Linked DNA regions of Bombyx mori: region 1 is linked to region 2. Evidence: chromatin contacts called from public Hi-C data. All regions are on one chromosome and are shown on one strand. The core of a region is the stretch at or near the end of the contact, and the rest is flanking DNA. Distances in the headings are between cores, read along the strand shown.

Region 1 (2,937 bases), core at 356-2,855, 82 kb after region 2:
TTGTCCCTGATGAATATAGGCTACTTTAAAAAAAAAAATATTTTATTTTTTTGGTTTCATGTGTGTTTTAATGTTTCCGAAGCGAAGCGAGGGCGGGTCGCTAGTGTACTATAAATGAAATAATAATATATATACCTACGTGAAGCAAAAACTTTGTACCCCTTTTTACGAAAACAGCGCGGACGGAGGAGTATGAAATTTCCCACACTTGTAGAGAATATATAGAAGGAGTGCAGAATTATATTTTTTTTTTAAAATTTTGCATTAATAATACATTAAATCAATAAAAAAAATATTACACACACTATCGTGCATTTGACACACACACATATATTATTTATTTATTGTCAAATTTTATGTTATACTATTTATTTACCTTTCGTTATTGTCAAACTTTTGCTTTGTGTATGGTCAAATTGAGAATAGGTTAATATTGTTTATCTGTAATATTATTTGTCTAAAGTGTAGTCTTGGCGAAATCTGTGATTATAGAAGTATAATAAATAGTCTTTGACAATAGAACCATAATAATGTTCAAATTTATAATATCAATTAGGTATAGTCGAATTTCGACTACTGCGGGACCACTAGTAATAATAATAGACTATTAGAAAAAAAACGCGCCTTTATTAGGAGTAGCTGTATAGTTTTCTGATTAGTGTATTAAAATCAGTTCTAAGTTCGATCACTATGCTCACGTCGCCACTCATTTGCAACCATCAAAAGAACGAATACTCACCCCGGAGCAAATCAATCACGTAACACGTACAAATCAATAATTCATCGGAGATCCGCACTTCAATTCATTCATCGCCGTGGCCCTCGAAACAATTAAGTGCCAATACTTCCCCCTATCCCCGACTTCCCCCCTCCGAGTAATATCGCGGTGTAATTACGCTTTTACGCACTCCAGAGACGATTTCGCGAACTCGGAGCGGACTTTACGCGTTTCGGCTTGTAATAAGTTCGCGTAATGTTTCACACTCGGTTTTGCGGTTTTGTTTATGTTGTATCTAGGGATGTTGTGCGACAGGAAATTGAATTTAAAACTTTGACTAAATCAGAGTAGGTTTGATGAAACAATCGGGAAGGTCAGTTATGTAGAACACAAGTCCGGCTTCACAAAAAACGTTCATTAGTTTTGTTCTACGATTTCCTGTTAAGCCCTAATAAATTATCTCAAAACTAATACGCGTAATACCACAAAAACAAATTACGAACGACGTAATAATAATAAGGTTATGTTGAAGCGATATGGTCGTCCGTTATTCGGAGTCCGTTGAAATGAGAAGCGAAGGGAGATAAGCAAAAAAAACGGCCGACCAAAGTAAACATCACAATTTGCAAGAGGCCCGCAAACGAAACATCTTCCTCTACGTACGGCAGTAAAAATCTGTAGAAAAGGAAGTATCGTGAAGATGGAGAGACGGCTAACGAGCGAGGCTCGTGGCGAACGCTCTGATTTCCAATTCAAAGGAAAATTGCGATCCATAAAGTGGGACGGGATGGGGGGGAGTGGAGTGGGTAGCCTCCCCCTGGTTGCTACGCGACGCAGGGAGGAGTCCCCGCAATCACGGCCCAATGGCACGACGGATATAAATTGCTCTCGCATCGCGACACTGGTGTTAGAGCGGGACGGGGCGGCAGTCTCCCTCGCACTAATGAAGTCGCCAATCGCCAGACCCCTTGATTGACGGACTAGAGCGGCCCTTTTTCGAAATGCTATACCTAAGCTAGGTATCGGAGGCGCGCCGTGATTTGTTCGTAATTACGCGCTCTACCGTATTGGCCTTCGTTCCACTTGGACAATATACGTATATTTAAAGCCAGATATGTTTCTCGATAGCTTAGTGACAAATAACAAGTAACATTATATAGTATAGTGGTGATATATGGTGCTTAATACAAAAATATTTTTGAATAAAATTAAATGAGTCATAGGTTGAATACTTGATAATTATTATTCGAATTCTCGACATGTGGAATTTAAAATTTTAAACATATTATTATGTAAATTTTAATTTGTATGCGAATAGGCGTGAATTCGTGGAGACATAATTATAATTAGTATTTAAAAGCATTAATCGGCTAAAGATGAAACAAATCTGTAATATTTGAAATAGATCATTATGTATTTAATCTGATTTAAGGGCGATAAAAGTTTCATTTAAGAATCAGTGCGAATAATTTTGAACAAGTATATAAATGCTTAGTGTTCATGTTTTCAAAATCTAAATTAACCTTTGGCGAAAGTTAAGCCGAATAGAATTAATTAATCACTCGATTATTAGAGCAAGCTGGTACATCCCTAAGTGATATAAAGTGCGATCCTGATCAGTAAATACTTCAAATCGAACGTTATAAAGAGATAATCAGCTAGCTTAAGTTTTATGTTGTCAACTGTATTACGCTAAATGTCGGGTATCTATAATGGAATTATACTTTTTTGAATAGATTTAAAATACCTAACACGTGCGAACTTGCAATATATATAAATATATAAATAGTCCATTTCGATAATCGATTTTCTATATTCATTTTTCTGTTTAGCTTACTAATTACTTCACTTTACAAGATAGTACATACAGTCAGTTTAAGTCTAGAGGTATCAATGATTATAGTTGAAATTCGGTCATTCAACCAAGAATACTTTATTTAATATTTTGAGATTAAAAGCAGTTGTCTAGTATACCACATACTCCGTAAGCATGTATAATGACTTAAAAACTTCTAAATTACACTGTATACTGTAAAACTCGCAAATAATAAAGCGAAGCATTTGTAAATTTCCATTCGCTCCATCCAAGCAGCGTCTCACACAAGAATGCTATTAAATTCCTCACGATTTCCGCGACTGCTTATGCACTATTAATATAAGCTATTAATAGTAACAGAAACGAAGTTGAAATCGATTACGATTCAATTATATTTCAATGG
Region 2 (3,206 bases), core at 119-2,618:
AAATTAGTAAATTATTTTTTATATAACATGCATTTTAGAAAACTACTATTATAGATTAATGAAAAGGCACGCAAGTAAATTTTATTAATGTGTCCTAAAATGAGCTCGCAAATTTTTTTTTTTTTTTTTTTTTTTTTTTTATTGCCTTTGTAGGCAGACGGGCATACGGCCCACCTGATGGTGAGTGGTTACCGTCGCCCATGGACTTCAGCAATGCCAGGGGCAGAGCCAAGCCGCTGCCTACCGCTTAATACTCTCCACAAGCCTCGTTTGAAGAAGGACATGTCATAGCGCTCGGGAAACACCGCGGAGGGGAGCTCATTCCATAGCCGGATGGTACGTGGCAAAAAAGATCTCTGGAAACGCACTGTGGATGACCGCAGCGGCTCCAGGTAGTATGGATGAACTCTACTCCGGTGGCGGGCGGTGCGATGGTAAAAACGAGATGCTGGTATCATCTCGAACAATTCCTCAGAGCACTCCCCATGGAACATACGGTATAAAATACAGAGGGAACCGAAGGAATTATTGTACCGCAAATGTACAATAATTGCTTTAACCAGCCTATTTCTGATAAAAACAAACACACATTTCGACTTATGAGATAAGGCAGCTGTGTTACTACAATGTAATTGGACTACTGCATTCACTTTGTGATATCTATTTTTTCCGATGACCGTGTCTGTCAGCTAAAGCAAAACAAAACAATAAAAAAATTCCACAAATTAAAAAAAAATATATATCAAAATAAAAAATGTAATATATATAAATATAATAATAAATAAATAAAAATATATAAAAAATGATTATTTAAAAAAAAAATTAAAAAATCGTAATTTCAAATTGAGAAAAATTAAAATGGTACATTTTTCCAAGCAATTTATTTAATCATTACAATATTACATAATTAATTGTATATAATATTTTGTTACAAACATTTTGAGATATTTATTTAAAATTCAAAATAGCTTCATGTTATTATGGTTTTAGTGACATAAATAAAAATAAAAAATAAATTGTTTACGTAAAAAGTTTTATTTAGTCATAAACAACTAAATATCGATACACGTAAATAAATTTATAATTCTATTCTACTAAACAGTAAGCAGACGATTTCCAAAAGTTTCCATAGCCACATTTCCTATTTCCCAGTCCATCACTCGGAACATAGATCTCGAACGGAAGCATGTATAGCACAATAAAATCCATCAGGAATCATATTATTATTGTGTTACCTATACAAAGTGATTGTCACTCTGAGCACATGGCGGCGCCACGGCTCGAGAGGCGGGCCGGCAATGCCCACGCCCCCAGCCCGACACCGATAGCGATAAGGTCCAAATCTCTATGGAGATCCTACTGATTCTCGGCCTTACTGATCCGACAGTCGGACTTAAAACGCTCTAGTGTGTCGCCGCTTAAAACGCAGTTGCGACTCGCGTCGGTCACACGTATCCCGACCGCGGGTCGATCCAAGAATCGCCCTAATTTATTTTCCATGTTATGTTTCGTACCGTTTATTAATTAACTATGGAAGTCAGTGCTATGCCGCCGATGCCGTTGGACTTTTCGATGGTGAGGAGTGGTAGTGATTCTCCAGGGGTGGCCGTGCGAGAAGAGTCGCCCAGGTCGTCGACAAACAGCGCCTTCAGAGTGGTTACCCCTAAAGGTAGGTCAGCTATTATTTAATATTTGTTTACGTTGTATACTGTGCTTTAGCTAATGTATGAGGATTGACTTGACTATATTTCTTAATTGAGAAACAAAGTAACGGAGCTGCATGTTTTTTTTTAGATTTACACAGGAAACAATGCACAAATATTTTCTTAATAACATCATTGTGAATGCTATAACTTTATTCCAAGCTACGATTTAATAAAATAAAAAAACTCAACTAAATACATACATACTCTTGATGTTTTTTGAAAAATATATTATCGGATCACAAAATTTACTATTTTATGTGAACATGAGACAAATTTAAAGATAGAAAATTATTACAGAATTCAAAGTTCTACGATTTTGTTATTGATGCGGAATAATGTGATCGAAAATCGATTCAATAAAATGAATTATTTTAATACAAGCGCATGTGTTGTTTAGCATCTGTCAGTTTCAATCCAGGCGTATAAGACGGTTTTTCAATGGAAATGAGCGTTACGGTGAACCTTGGGGAGTGCCTAAATCCAATAGTGAACGTCGGTAGGCTGATAGCAATAGTACTGAGATAGAAAAAAATTAACTTGCAAACAAAAAAACGATCATGTTAAAAGTGCAATAATGTTCCAAAATTAAATATATTAGACGACTGTATGAACTATGTACATTACAATAAACGTCGATATATATATTCAATTCTTTGATACCGACCGCTGGTCACGGGCCTCCCTTATTTATGCCATAGAACGCCTGCTAATCTCATCCACCATAGGTCTTCCGCCACCTATACGACCGAAGTTTGACCAACATTCTATCACAATAAACATAAATATTACGTGAAAACCGAATAGATTCGGTAAGCGGTATTGTAAATTTAATGCACGCTTTTCGGAGTTTTAGTTTGGTCCATCTATAAACGATTAAGGTTTGGATTCATTTACTCTTTGTATCGTTGGAAAGAAAAAAAATTGGATATATTTTACTTTGGAAAGTTTTTTTTTATTATGTAAAAATAGTAATATAGAATAAAACAAATAATTAGGGACACGACAGAGCCGGAATTCAGGTGGTGTAAGCAGAAACAATTTCCCTTAAAGAAATCCGTAAATATCGGACTCATTTCAATGAGCAACCTTTGTAACTTTATTTTGAACTAGCGGCACGCTCCGGCTCCGCTCGGGTCTTTAACAAAAATTTCAACGATATTTGATGTTGTTTTATTTTTTTAAATAAAAGAACACTTATTGCGGCATAGCTATAATAGTTAAACATTTGCTGACACTTTTTGTAAATAATAATGTGTTCTACAAAGCCGTAGTACATTATTTTATTCTATCATGAATAGTTTTCGCAAGGCATGCGATGTAAAGAATATTTTAGGTATTTTTTTTACACCTTGGGTTACATTATTGGAGTTTTAGTAGGGATCCCTAATTTTTTTCAAAAAAGATTATAGCCTACGTCTACGATATAGGTTCTAAGGTCTCAAGTATAGTTACAACGGCTGCCCCACCCTTCAAACCGAAACGCATAAATGCTTCACGGTA

What was found. A called contact is a pair of places that touch in the nucleus more often than the background predicts.
Region 1: a contact with region 2 is called in a Hi-C map of midgut, with 2.0 times the contacts expected there. The contact joins the enhancer-like site here to the promoter of LOC101737547 in region 2. A contact is called at or near these places in 2 of 7 Hi-C or Micro-C datasets (midgut and whole pupa).

The regions. Positions count from the first base shown.
Region 1 is chr4:3,282,531-3,285,467 of ASM3026992v2, forward strand. The region is part of intron 4 of LOC101737547 (zinc finger protein Gfi-1b); the gene reads left to right. Among protein-coding and RNA genes, the nearest start is that of TRNAQ-UUG, 14 kb to the right of the region's middle. Within about 2 kb of position 1,606, at least 8 of the 8 cell types and tissues checked have open chromatin away from gene starts, as enhancers often do.
Region 2 is chr4:3,200,517-3,203,722 of ASM3026992v2, forward strand. It overlaps LOC101737547 (zinc finger protein Gfi-1b), which reads left to right and starts at 1,369. Exons shown (of 6, transcript XM_004929287.5): 1 at 1,369-1,669. The coding sequence starts at 1,531.